2 separate regions of the Mus musculus genome follow, and region 2 is linked to region 1. Evidence: chromatin contacts called from public Hi-C data. All regions are on one chromosome and are shown on one strand. Each heading gives the region's core, a stretch centred on a gene start, on an enhancer-like site or on the middle of the called end of the contact. The rest is flanking DNA. Distances are from core to core; before and after follow the strand shown.

Region 1 (6,386 bases), core at 2,147-4,646:
TGAGGGAAACACCAGTCTGCTCTTGAAATGCAGCTCTGTTTGGGGCTGGTCATTTTCCCCTTCCCACGCTCCCCTGGAGACTTCAGAAGAGCTCACTAGTTAGCATACTGGGCTCTAACTTCTAAGTAGCCTGTGGTTGATGTGTGTGCATTTGTGTGTGGTGATGGGGGTGGGGGTGTGACCCCTAGCTCAGTTGTGTGGGAGAACTATACCTAGGCTTGAATGGAGTTCCTAACCCTGACTCCAGATAGAGAAATTCCTACACTACTTCACAGTTTATTGTCATTTTTAAAATTAGGCCCTCAGTGCTGATGTGCGTCGGTAAAGGAAGGATGCCAACTGTATAAGGAAATGATGTTTCAGTGGGTGAGAGTCCTGGAGTACTAGCAGGGTCACAGAAAGGCTTGTTACAGTCTAATGCTTGCTCTGTTGGGATTGCTCTGGATCTGGCTTCAACGTACCGTATAGCCTGAAGCCCCTTGGGTAGGGTGTGTGCTGGGGAGAGAGGCCGTGAGGAGGCCTGGTTACTGCAGCCAGGCACCAGGGAAGCCTGGTGGGTGTCTTGGTAGGTGGTTATATCTTGCTTCTTTCCAGAGTGACTTTGTATGATCTTTGGATCTGTGTTAGTAGCTCTCTGTGGTCATTGAGATTTCACTTTGGATACGTGAAAGGGACAGAGCCCCCAGATCTTCAACACAGTTCTGTTTATTGAAGAAAGGTAGTTTAGAAGGAATCTAGAACTGGTTGCCTACAGGTAAAGGTCAGGCAATTTTGCAGTGTGGCTGGGACATGTCAATTCAGTTTGGTAATTGTATGATCCACTAAAAACATTGTACGAGAAACACAAGTGTATATAGTTTGGTGGTTTTAAGCCTACTTACCGTTTTGTGAAATAGAGCTCTAAGATTGAAAAACAAACAAAAAACCCAAAAACTTTTGTATCTGAAACTGTACATCATACAACTTTTACTTTCTTCTCCCTCCTATCCCAGCCCCTGGTGACTGCCAACTTTCTGTCTCTTTGATTTGGTTATCCCCAGACATCACACATAAGAGGAGTTAGGCAGTGTTTGCCCTTAAGTGACTGGCTTATCTCACTAGGCATGTCCTCAAGGAAGCCGGCGTGTAGTACATGGCCGTAGGATGGCTGTGTGGGTGGGATGTGTTTACCCCTTGCTGACTCTTAGTGGTTTTTGAGACAAGGCTTCTCTGTGTCACAGAACCTTGACTGACCTGGACTCACTCTGTAGACCAGGCTGGCCTCAAACTCTTAGAGATCTGTCTGCCTCTGCCTGAGTCTGGTTGGAAGCAGTGACACACAGCTGTCCTCAGAGCTTGCATGCAGTTCTTCTGCATGCTGACTTAGCAGTGACAGTGTTGGGCCATGTGTGGTGCTCGCTTTAGTTTTTTGAGGAGCTTTTCATACCATAACGTTTTCCATGGTAGTTGCACTTCAACTCTATAGTCTCAGCAGTAGGTCACCAAACTTGCAGTTTGTCCACATTCTCACCAATGCTTGCCACCACCCCCTTCTGTATTGTGGCTATGCAGGTACTTGAGGTGGAATCTCATTGTGTTGATGGCTCCTGGTGGGTAGTGCTGTTGCATGCCCTCTGATGGTTCTTGGTCATCATCTGTTCCAAGTACTCTGCCCATTTTTCTTTACTTTCTATTTTTCTTTTTTTTTAATTTTAAGAGTTAATTTGTATATTCTAGCTATCAGACCTTTATCAGATACGTAATTTACAAGTACTTCCTCTGTAGGTTCTTTTTTTCTCTTGGTTGTGTTCGAGGCAAGGAAGTTTTGAAAACATTTTATTCTTTGTATTTTATATGTATGAGTGTTTTGCTTTCAGTATTTGTGGACTGCATGCATGCCAAGTGCCCATAGAGGCTAAAGAGGGTGGTGGAGTCCCTGACGTTGGAGTTCTAGATGGTCGTGAGCCGCCATGTGAGTGCTGAGAACCGAACCTGGATCCTCTGGAGCCTCTGATCTGCTGAGCCATTACTCCAACTCCATGTTCAAACAGTTTAAGAGTTTTAGACTTTATCTAGACTCTTGACCCACTTTTGAGCTAATTTTTAATAACCTATAAGATAAGCTATATTCTTTTGCCTGTGGACCTCACACAGTTCCTAGCACCGACTGTTGAGAAGGCAACACTTTCCTTCCCCAGTGACTGGTGCTCAAGCTCCTTTGACTGTGTACTGGGTTCGTTTCCACAGAGGTGATTCCGTTCTGTTGGTGTTGGTTCCTTAGGGGGTACTTTTCATTTCACAGGGCTAGACATTGAGTGATAGGCACATGAAAAGCTAAAATAACGTTTCTGGGTTTTTTCTTTCTTTTGTTTGTTTTTTGAGGAGACCAGACACATTTGAAGAAGGCAGTAAAGTGATTTAAATGGCAAAATGTGTGTGAGGCCGTCTATCATTTGCAGGTAGTATGGTAAGGGTCATGTGTCCAGCATTTCCTGATTTGCAAAGAATGTGTACAGAGTCAGCATCTAGAGGAAGTTTCAGAAAGAACCTTGATGTAGTCCTGAAGATTGCATTAATTCAGTGGGTATGCTGTGTGTGTTCAGGCACGATACTGAGTAGAGGCCAGAGGTCAGCGTTGGTAAAGGGCAGACGTTAGCATTGGGTGTTGTGCTTTGGGTATCAGTTCTTTTTGTTTCTATTTTATTTCTTTGTTTGTTGTTTATTTATATTTTTGAGACAGGTCTCTCATTAGCCTGGAACTCCTGGACGAGGTGAGGCTGGCTGGCTGGCAAGGCCTAGGCTTCTCCCTGTCTCTACCTCCCATCACACTAGGGTCTCATGTGGGTCCTGCTGCTTTATATGCGTCTTTAATGAAGTCTCTAGAAACAATTTGAAATTTTTTTTTGAAGATTTATTTTGTATGTATGGCTGTATGCATTTATGTGTACCAAATGCTTGCCTGGTGCCCACTGAGGCTAGAAGAGGCATTGGATCCCCTGAGACTGGACTTACAGTCCACCTGTGAGCTGCTGTGTGAATGTCAGGAACCCAGGTCCTCTAGAAGAACAGTTAGTTAGTGCTCCTACCACTGAGCCATCTCTCCAAGCCTGGGTTTATTCACTAGTGAAAGCTACCTGTTTTACTTCTGATACAAAACAGTTATAGCTGTTTATTATGAAAATAGTCCTTATTAAATGTTCTTTATGCAGAGGAGAAAAGAAACAGTTTTTGTTTCTTGGTTTCCAAGGAGATACATTTTGGCAAAATTTATTTCATCAAGTGCTTTTCTAATTAAGAAAACTAAGGAAACTGCCTGTAATATATCTTGGCTGCAGTTTTCCTAAGACCCAGGGAATTATCCAGTCTTGGTTTCTCCCACTCCCACATCCAGTTTATTTCAAGGGAACTGAGCAACCTCCCTGGTCCTGGATAACCCTGGGTCTCGCTGTCAGCTGTTGGAAGAGCCATAACCTTCTAGACCTTAGTTATTAGCCTTTCATTTGTTCATGTAACAAGTCTGCTGCTCATTGTTGAATATCTATACACCAAGCATCCTTTCCTTTGAAAAAGAGGTGGGGTTGAGCTGAGTGAAGTTTCCTTTAGAGCCTATTGTTAATATTGCTGGAGTTAATTGTTGTATCCAGTGAGATTTAAGGCTTTGAGTAGTTGATGCTGGAAACATTTTTGAAAGCTCTGGAGAAAGAGATTTAGAGTTTTTGTTGCTGCTGCTGGTGGTTTGTTTTTGTTTTTGTTTTTTCTTTTCTCTTAAGACACTTTAGCAAGAAAACTCTGCAATGGTTAATGCTTAAACATTAGTTTTATGCTGATCCAAAAACAATTCCTACTTAGACTTGGCTCTGGAAGGTTTTTCTCTTTCCAGGTCCTTTTGGTGCCTGGTGTTTTCGAGTCCAGTCTTTCTCCTGTTAGTAGTATCATCCAAGAGACCCATTCTTACACCATATGGGTGGTGGGCTCTAACGTGAGAACCTGACTCCTAGGTGCTCTGGTCTGAGTCTTGGAGAGCCCAGCTTGCTTGTGCATGGAGCTCTTGAAAGGTGCTTACCAAATGCAGCCACACTGGAGGTCTGAGTGCCGGGCTTTGCCAATCAGCCTGGCATTTGCCTGTGCTGCCAGCTGGTCCACGTTCAGAGTTTTTGTGTCTTTGTAAAGTTAGCATTTCCAGTTTAACTTGCTGAAACTCTAATGTAGTATTGATTATACATTAAAAGATTCAGTTATGCTAAGCAAAATATAAGGTTTTTTCCCCAAAGGGAGGGCTGTCCATTGGCTGCTGTAAATTTGGCCTCATAGTTGCCAAAGAACACTGGAAGATGTTCATTGGCTCTGCTACATGCTACACGTGATTCTGGCCGTTGTTCTTTCATTTACCTGTGAACCATACTCACCGAGTGCCCTGTAGATGGAAGACACTCTTTCTTTCAGAGAGGTGGGTGCATCAATAGGTAGTGCTGGGTGAGGTGAGACACCCTGGGAGGGTTTCTTTTCTTTCTTTCTTTCTTTTTTTTTTTTTTTTTTTTTTTTTTTTTTTTGGTTTTTCGAGACAGGGTTTCTCTATATAGCCCTGGCTGTCCTGGAACTCACTTTGTAGACCAGGCTGGCCTCGAACTCAGAAATCTGCCTGCCTCTGCCTCCCGAGTGCTGGGATTAAAGGCGTGCGCCACCACACCTGGCTCGTGGGAGGGTTTCTATATAAAGTTGTGTTATTGAAAAAAAAATGGGTGTTTTCTCTACATACGTCTGTGCATAAAGTGTATGTAGTACCTATGGAGGACAGAAAAGACTGTCAGATTCCCTGGGACTGGAGTTACATAGAGTTGTGAGCTGCCATTTAGGTGCTGGGAATTGAACCTGGGTCCTCGGGAAGAGTAGCCAGTGCTCTTAACCACTGAGCCACTGAACCATCTCTCCAGCCCCTAAAGTTGTGTTTTAAAAACCAGACTGGTTCACAGAACCCGAGCAGTGCTTGAAGAGGAACCTGGTAGCCTAAATCGGGCTGAGGAGAAGAGCCTGGGCTCTGGGTGTGTCCTTGGGGCTGACCTGGTTTACTGCACTGTGACTGTGCAGTCAGGGATGACACTGTTTTTGCCAGAGCAGCTGGTGTAATAGAGGTGCCATGGACCAAAGGAAGTGACTGGAGGAGCAGGTTTGGGTGGGGAGTTCAAGTTGGGAGTTGATTTGTACGTGTTGGGTATGCCATGCTTGTTGACATCAAGTAGGCAGTGGGCTGGTCTCTCAATGCTCATGAGCTTGGGTTTTCTATCTGTGAAATGCGGAAGTACCATCTCAGAATTTTGGAGATAAATGAAGGCAGGAAAGGCTGTCTTGTTTCCACCGTCTTACTACTGACTTTGGGATGTCTGGAACCACTTAGCTCATGGGCTAGCATGCACTGTGGCTGGTGAGAGGTTTCTCCTGGATCCATCCTTGAGTCCTAGACAGCTTCCTGGGGAACTTTTACTCTGGCTTCCCAGGCTGTCAGAGCTTCCTCGTGCATAAAATCAGGGAGGCTCTTTAGGGAGTTTGGTGCAGATCTGTCTCTTAAACATGGCTCTGACCAGAGTAACTTCATTTAAATGAAAAGATACTATATTGGGAAAATGTATTATTTTCTAGATAGTTCATTATTTTAGGCCTTCATAAGCTAGGTAGTAAGTTAATAGTTGTAGGCATAATGTTTGTTTTTGTACACTGTAAAGTCTACCCTTGTGTTATTCAAATGCTGAATTCTTTGCACTCATATCTCATTTCAATCTGGACACGACATTGTTAGGCTTATACTAAGGATCTACTGTCTCAGGTTTGGGTAAACAATTCTTACCATTTACTTTCTGTCTTGTGATAAATGCTCATCACCCAATGGCTGGGCAGAATAGAGAATAGGGCAGCAAGTCCACCAGCCAGAGGAAGGAGAGAGGGAAAGGGGAAAATCTGATCGGCTAGGAGGATGGAGGAGTTGAAGCCATGAGGAACGGGTATGGAGAGAGATAACGGAAACACACCTGAAGCCCAAAGAACCAGGTCAGTAATGTACAGTAATGTACAGTAATGTACAGTAATGTACAGCAAGTACAGTTGGGTGGGCTCAGAGGTAGGCAGATTAGTGTAGGAGGAGGTTAAGGTAGATCATTTAGCTGCTCAGCTATTGAGATGCAGTTTTAAATAAGTTGTGGTTTCTCTGTGTGGTTATTGAAGACTCGCATAAGGTAAAGAGACACAGCCACTGGATTCATTCACTGCTTACATTTATGTTAAAGCTAATTCTTTTACAAACAGTTGATGAGCTAATAGGGCAGATTTCTTAGTGTTCTCAGTTCAGAATACCTAAGTATATATTGCTAATTAGATACGTTTTCAATTACTATACTTTTTTTTTTTTGGCAGATGAA
Region 2 (6,260 bases), core at 2,301-4,800, 220 kb after region 1:
TAGACAAAGGTCCTTTTGAAGCGAAACAAAATATTCTAATTAGCTTAAACCAGGCCTTACCTTTGAGAGTTTGACGTCTGTGTCATCTAGGTCAGTGACCCTCTTAACCTTGTGGCACCTTGAATGTTAAAGTGACTAAAACAAAGCTGGTGAGAGGCGCCTTCTAGAGCCTCTTCCTCCTCACTGTCTTCCCGAGGACTCTGTTTCTAATACTGCAGCCTTGATTACTGTCTGTATCGCTTACCTCCCATCTGCAGTGAATCACAGATAATTACATGGTGAAGACTCAGTTCTCACCCTCACAACTCGTTCTAGATGCTTCTAATTATTGGGAGGTTGCCAGTGTGTGTTTGTCTAAAGTTCTGTCGGCTAATAAATAGATCTCTAGATTCTTGCAGGCTCAGGGGCAAGTAGCCGTGCTCAGGCTCACAGCTCTGCTGAGCGTGGGCCTCTCTCTGGTTACAGAGAAACCACAGCTGCTTCCTGAGGAAGAATAATGGTCCAAGTGAAATTAGCAAAGAGTTGCCAGCTTTAAAATGAAAGATATTAAACATTTCTGGATCCTCATAGGATTCCTGGGGGAAGATCTACCAAATCTGGATTTCAGCATTTCTGCTCAGCTTCAGAAGAGGGGAAAGCTAACACGATCAAATGAAAACTACACAGCTGTCAGCATTCAAGCCAGACAGCTCACAGTGACAAGAACAAGTGCCTTTGTAATAGTGTGTAATTAGGCCTAATGTGTGCACGGGGAGTGTGGGGCTTCCCTTGTGCAGTCAGAGAGTGGGTGTTGGCTGACACCTCCCTTTGTCGTGAAGTGAGGCAGGTAGTCTTCTTGTAGAGATAAACTTGTGACAAGCATGCATCATGTATAGCTTTTCCATCTCACCTAAGTACAGTTTCTAACTGTAAAGCCTTCACTTGCAGATCTGTCTATCCCATTTCTATTAGATGAAGACTTTTTTTTTTCTAAAAGTAGCTGAATATCTTAAGTGAAGCCCACCCCAACCCCTTTTAGGGGAAGATGAGCCAAGGTCTCATTCTGTAGGCTGTTAGGAGACTGAGTAGGCATCCGGGATAGCCTAAAACTCACGGTGTCCTCTTGCCTCAACTCCTGAGGGAAGCAGGGCCATCAGCTTACTTTGAAAGCACTCTCACATTGTATCTTTTCTCTTGAAAACTCACATAAAACATTTTCTAGTGCACAGTTTCGTGGCCGACTCAATTTTACATCTTGTGGAAAGAGGGATTGTCACCTTAGCCCTGTCAGGCTTGGCTGATGGTGCCAGGAGTGATCTTGAAGACTGGCGGATGACATACAGCCTCTTTATTTCCTCCCAACTTTTGTTGTTTTAGGAACGTTTTGGTATTTTTCTTTCTGAGATTAAGATTAGTAGATGCATACAGATGTTGCTGGTTATTTTTCATGGGCCTACTTTTTTTTAGCTCTGTGTATGCAAAAGCAGTGGTGGGAGCAAGCTTTCTTAGGTCAGTCTGACGTAAAGCAGACAGGAAAGGGCAGTGTGCTTCTTGCAGAACCACAGACCAAAACCAGAATATTTGGACCAAAGAATAGCTCGGTTAAAAAACATGATTTCCAACTATTGTGGCAGTTCTATAAAAGTCATAATTGGTATTGATGTTTTTATTTCAAAGGTATGCTTTCACTCTAGTCTCACGATGCCTCACACATGGCCCATCAGATAGTATTTGCTTTATTAGAAAGGACTTGTTTCTCAAAGGCCATGTATCTCCTGACATTTCCCTGATGGACTGTGTATGTCGCCTGCAGCCATTCTATCTCAAGTGGAGGACACATCTGTGTTCTGACAGAATCTCTGTTCTGAAAGGTTGTGTGATTATAGCAACCTGCGCACTGGATATAGTCTGTAGGTATTTAAAATAGCTTTTATTCTGGTGTGTGGAACATTACAGTAAGCCAGCATGACTAACCACCATGATCTTACAGTTAGTCTCCTACCTGCTAAAGAAGTGAAGTTGAAACTTTAAGGTAAAAAGAGTCTGCCTGGAAAAAACTGAAGTAAACTAACAAGTTGACTAATTAAGCAGAAGTTTGTGTTCTTTCTTGACCAGAATGAGGATTGTCTTAACTAACATGCGCATCCCCTTTCCTTAGGACGGGGAACCCAGAGTCTTGCATGTCTGCACTGGACCAGCCCCGGCCACATGTCCCCATGTCCCCACGTCCCCATGGTGTAATAGAAGACAGACATACTGACACACCTCTCATCCTTTGTCCTTTGCTTTGTCTCTCAGTGTGGCAGTCACCAGGTCCAGAGATGTACCTTCTTTTGGACCTCCCATCCCTAAAGGGGTCACCTTCCCCAAGTCAAATGTGTTCAGGGACTTCCTTTTGGCCAAAGTGATAAATGCAGAAAATGCTGCTCATAAATCAGAGAAGTTCCGGGCCATGGCGACAAGGACCCGCCAGGAATACCTGAAAGATCTGGCAGAAAAGAATGTCACCAACACACCTATTGACCCTTCTGGCAAGTTTCCATTTATTTCTCTGGCCTCCAAGAAGAAGGAAAAGTCTAAGCCTTATCCAGGAGCTGAGCTCAGTAGCATGGGGGCCATTGTGTGGGCTGTCCGGGCCAAAGACTACAACAAGGCCATGGAGTTCGACTGCCTCCTTGGGATCTCCAGCGAGTTCATCGTCCTCATTGAGCAGGAGACAAAGAGTGTGGCTTTCAATTGCTCCTGCAGAGATGTCATAGGGTGGACTTCCAGCGACACCAGCCTCAAAATCTTCTATGAGCGGGGAGAATGTGTGTCGGTGGAGAGCTTCATTAGCGGTGAAGATATCAAAGAAATTGTCAGAAGGCTGCAGGTGAGACTGCTGTAACCATGCTCACTCCTGGGGTTTCGCAGACTAAAGCCAGGGCACAGAGGCCTGGGGCAAGATTGGCTACTCTGGCAATTCCTTTGCTGATGAGTGAAGCAACACAGTTTATCTGACGTTCCTGCTTTCCATTGTTTGTTGAGGAAAAGTAGCAGCCCTGGGCGGGTGGGATGACATGTTGTCTGGGGTCTTGTGCTGGGAAGTCACCTGCACATAACCCAGTCTCACTGCCCTGGTGGCGGGTGTTCCTGTAGTTGCTGAGAAAGCTGTTTAATAAAGCTGTCAATAACCCACCATGGATTATTTTTTAAGGACCGCTGAAAGTAGAATACAGGTTCTTTTTGCTGCCAGCCTATCCCAGATTTTTCTATGTCAGGAAAGCCACTGGTCCCTGTGGAGGCAGCCAGTGTGTTGTGTTTTCCTACCAAATTAGAGACTAGGGAAGAGGACTAACCAGCCTGCCCTCCAACCAGCTACCGGATGTTCGGAATAACTAAAGGCAGCATTTTCTTTAATGCCAAGTCCACTGTTAATGATTAACTGAGTACCTCTCATTTCCTTGTCTAGTTTGTTTCAAAAGGTTGTGAATCTGTGGAAATGACTCTGCGAAGAAATGGGCTGGGGCAGCTTGGCTTCCATGTCAACTATGAGGGCATTGTGGCGGATGTAGAACCCTACGGCTACGCATGGCAAGCAGGGCTGAGGCAGGGCAGCCGCCTGGTGGAGATCTGCAAGGTAGCAGTGGCCACCCTGAGCCATGAACAGATGATCGATCTCTTGAGAACATCAGTCACAGTGAAGGTTGTCATTATCCCTCCCCATGACGACTGCACCCCACGGAGGTAGGTCTGAGTTTACGGCTGCTGGGCCACATGGGACATCTCTTAGTAAGCAGAGTAGCCAGAGAGAAATTGTCCTCTTGTGAGGCTTATGGTTCCTGCGTGGAAAGTCTCCCGCAGAATGCAGTCCAGACAAGAGCTGCAACACCCATCTTCAGCATCTCGCACCGGAGGCCTGTAAGCAGAGCACATCCATCGAGGCTGTCTGAGTGTCTGTTCCTGTGGCATCGCGCTCATGCTGTCCTCACTCCCATGTACCTCACGAATGTTCAAAGCTCAATGGTTGCTTTAATCCCTGCTGTCTGGCTCTGCTGAGCCCGACTTCCAGGCTTTTTTTCTGGCAGCATCTGTGGGGCCAGGAACGGGCTTCAGATGACTCAGTGCTGTGCTTCATGCCTGACTGCCTTCTCTAGAGGGAAGGCTGGAGCCTCCTGCCTGTTCAGCTCCTGGCAAGCCAGCAGCACTGACCAAAACTTCACGTCTTTGTTGCTTGATTGAGCCAATCTAATCAACTGTTTTTCTCCTTTAGACTTAGCAAATATTTTTGTTGGTTTTAAACAAACAAAAAAAAAAAAAAAAAAAACTTGTAGCCAGTTGTTGCTGTCATGTACCTTAAATCCCAGTACTAGGGAGCCAGAGGCAGGTGGATATCTGAGTTTGATGCCAGCCTGGTCTAATTAGTGAATTCCAGGGCAGCCAGGGCTACACAGAGAAACCCTGATTGGAAAAAATCAAATTAAAAAAGAAGAAGAGAGAAAAAAAGTTGTATATTTTTAGCCACTACTTTCTAAGAATTTGTCTTAAATTTTGTAGTTAAAGCCAAAACATAACTGGGTGATGGTGGCACACGCCTTTAATTCCAGCTCTCAGGAGTCAGAAGCAGGTGGATCTCTGTGAGTTTCAGGACAGCCTGGTCTACAAAGCAAGTTCCAGGATAGCCAGAGCTGTAAGCAGAGAAACCCTGTCTTCTTGCTAAAAAATAAAAATGCAAAATACACACAACATCTAATTAATTAACTAATAATTAATCATAAATAAATACTGATAATTAATCTAACCAAACCATAGTTCTTTTTCTCCCTAAAATGACTAGTCCTAGGTCTGAGCACTCATGGATTTATGATTAGCAGATGGTAGACTATAAATCATTATTGTGGGTTATTTGTGCCCCTTAAAGACTTAAGTGAACTTCAGTTAAAAAAATCAGTCTTTATTCAGAATAGCATTTATTTATGCCATTTATCAGGTAGGCAGCCTGGGGGTTGTGTGCCTGTGTCGGAATATTCTGGGGCCATTCAGTCTGAGCAGGTTAAGGAACACTCTTTTATATAGCTGAGTTAAAAAAAAAAAAAAGATGACTCCACAGATCTTTTTGGTTTAGTCAATCTGAGATGGGTGAGTGTCCTCAGATCATCCTGTCTGTGTCTCCGTCCAGGACAGCAGGATCTGCTGACCCTGCCAGCTTTTCTAGAGTCTCCAAGTCCATTGTCACTTACATTAAGTGTTCTGCTGACCTGGGATTCACATGGTGGTTCAGAGGGCAACTGGGCTCTTACCTAGAACAATCTCTGAGTGCCCGGCTCTCCTCTGCTGTCACCTGACTGCCCTCCTTTGAGTTCCCTAAACAGGAGACAGTTTCTGTAGTCAGGAGAAAGTGTCTCAGCTCTCAGAGTCACAGACACAGTGGCTCTGCTCTTTTCTCTATGTTCCAGGTGTGTATGGGGAACTGGAATGAAGCAGTTGTGAGGCCGGACAGAATGGAGCTCCCATTGCCATCAAACTGAGTCATTGTTATTAGGAATCGAGGCCAGCGGTGAGGGGTGGCTTACTGGCCATGCTCATCTAGGCTGGGTTTATCTTCCTTGGAGTGTTACGGAATACCATTGGCTGAAGTTTTACTTCAATGTTATAGGTCCTAGAGAAAAACACAGTTCCGTGAATTAACACATTTAATTCTTTTAGCCATCCTATGAGGAGATACATACGACCATTGTTCATGTTGTAAGAAGCCAGGGAGGGCCCGTGTGATAGCTCAGGGAGTCAGGTCACTCCCACTGAGCTTGATGGCCTGAGGTTGGTCCCTGGGTCCCATGTGTCAGGAGGACACCCCACAGGTGTCCTCTCACAGTGTCCTGCTGCACAGTAAGTGCATAAATAAACACATGAATAAATAAATAAATAAATAAATATGATAAATCTTACAAAAGAGGAAGAAACTTAAGTAAGTTTTCAGGCTCCTCTGGCATCAGAATCCAGGTGTAAGTGCTGTTCTGTAGGTAGGCACAGACCCTTACCCTGCACATCAGTGTAAATCTGTGCCATTCCTGGTTCATGGTGTTATTTCTCCCACTCGCCTCTTTGAAGTGACCACCATGAAATCTGGAAAAGGCTGCACTGGGCCAGATGGGACAACCCATTCTGACATCAGAGCAGGCAACTCCTCTACCATATGAAGGAGCCACATCTGTCTTCCACTGGGAACCAACAGCCACCCTCTCCAGGCATGCACTGCTGCCTGCACATGTCAGGTGCTAGGCTGAGAAGCTGGGTGCTGCGCC

Evidence for each region. Hi-C and Micro-C count contacts between places; a contact is called where the count stands out from the background.
Region 2: a Hi-C map of uterus shows a contact between it and region 1, with 2.9 times the contacts expected there. The contact joins two enhancer-like sites. A contact is called at or near these places in 16 of 39 promoter capture datasets (the 3T3-L1 cell line, 3T3-L1-derived adipocytes, the C10 cell line and 11 more), 2 of 15 datasets of contacts at CTCF or cohesin (large pre-B cells and pro-B cells), 28 of 484 Hi-C or Micro-C datasets (the AML12 cell line, CD4 T cells, the G1E-ER4 cell line and 19 more), 25 of 115 datasets of contacts at active chromatin or transcription factors (CD8 T cells, the SCID.adh cell line, T-cell acute lymphoblastic leukemia and 18 more) and 3 of 9 other capture datasets (adipose tissue, liver and pancreatic islet).

The regions. Positions count from the first base shown.
Region 1 is chr12:82,174,800-82,181,185 of GRCm38.p6, forward strand. It overlaps a transcript of Sipa1l1 not described here. Among named protein-coding and RNA genes, the nearest start is that of Gm30799, 110 kb to the left of the region's middle. Within about 2 kb of position 3,397, at least 16 of the 459 cell types and tissues checked have an H3K27ac peak or open chromatin away from gene starts, as enhancers often do. A contact at or near this core is called in uterus, where this site is marked.
Region 2 is chr12:82,393,916-82,400,175 of GRCm38.p6, forward strand. It overlaps Sipa1l1 (signal-induced proliferation-associated 1 like 1), which reads left to right. Exons shown (of 21, transcript NM_172579.3): 8 at 2,278-2,851; 9 at 3,431-3,705. Among named protein-coding and RNA genes, the nearest start is that of Gm30916, 5.3 kb to the left of the region's middle. Within about 2 kb of position 3,551, at least 68 of the 459 cell types and tissues checked have an H3K27ac peak or open chromatin away from gene starts, as enhancers often do. A contact at or near this core is called in uterus, where this site is marked.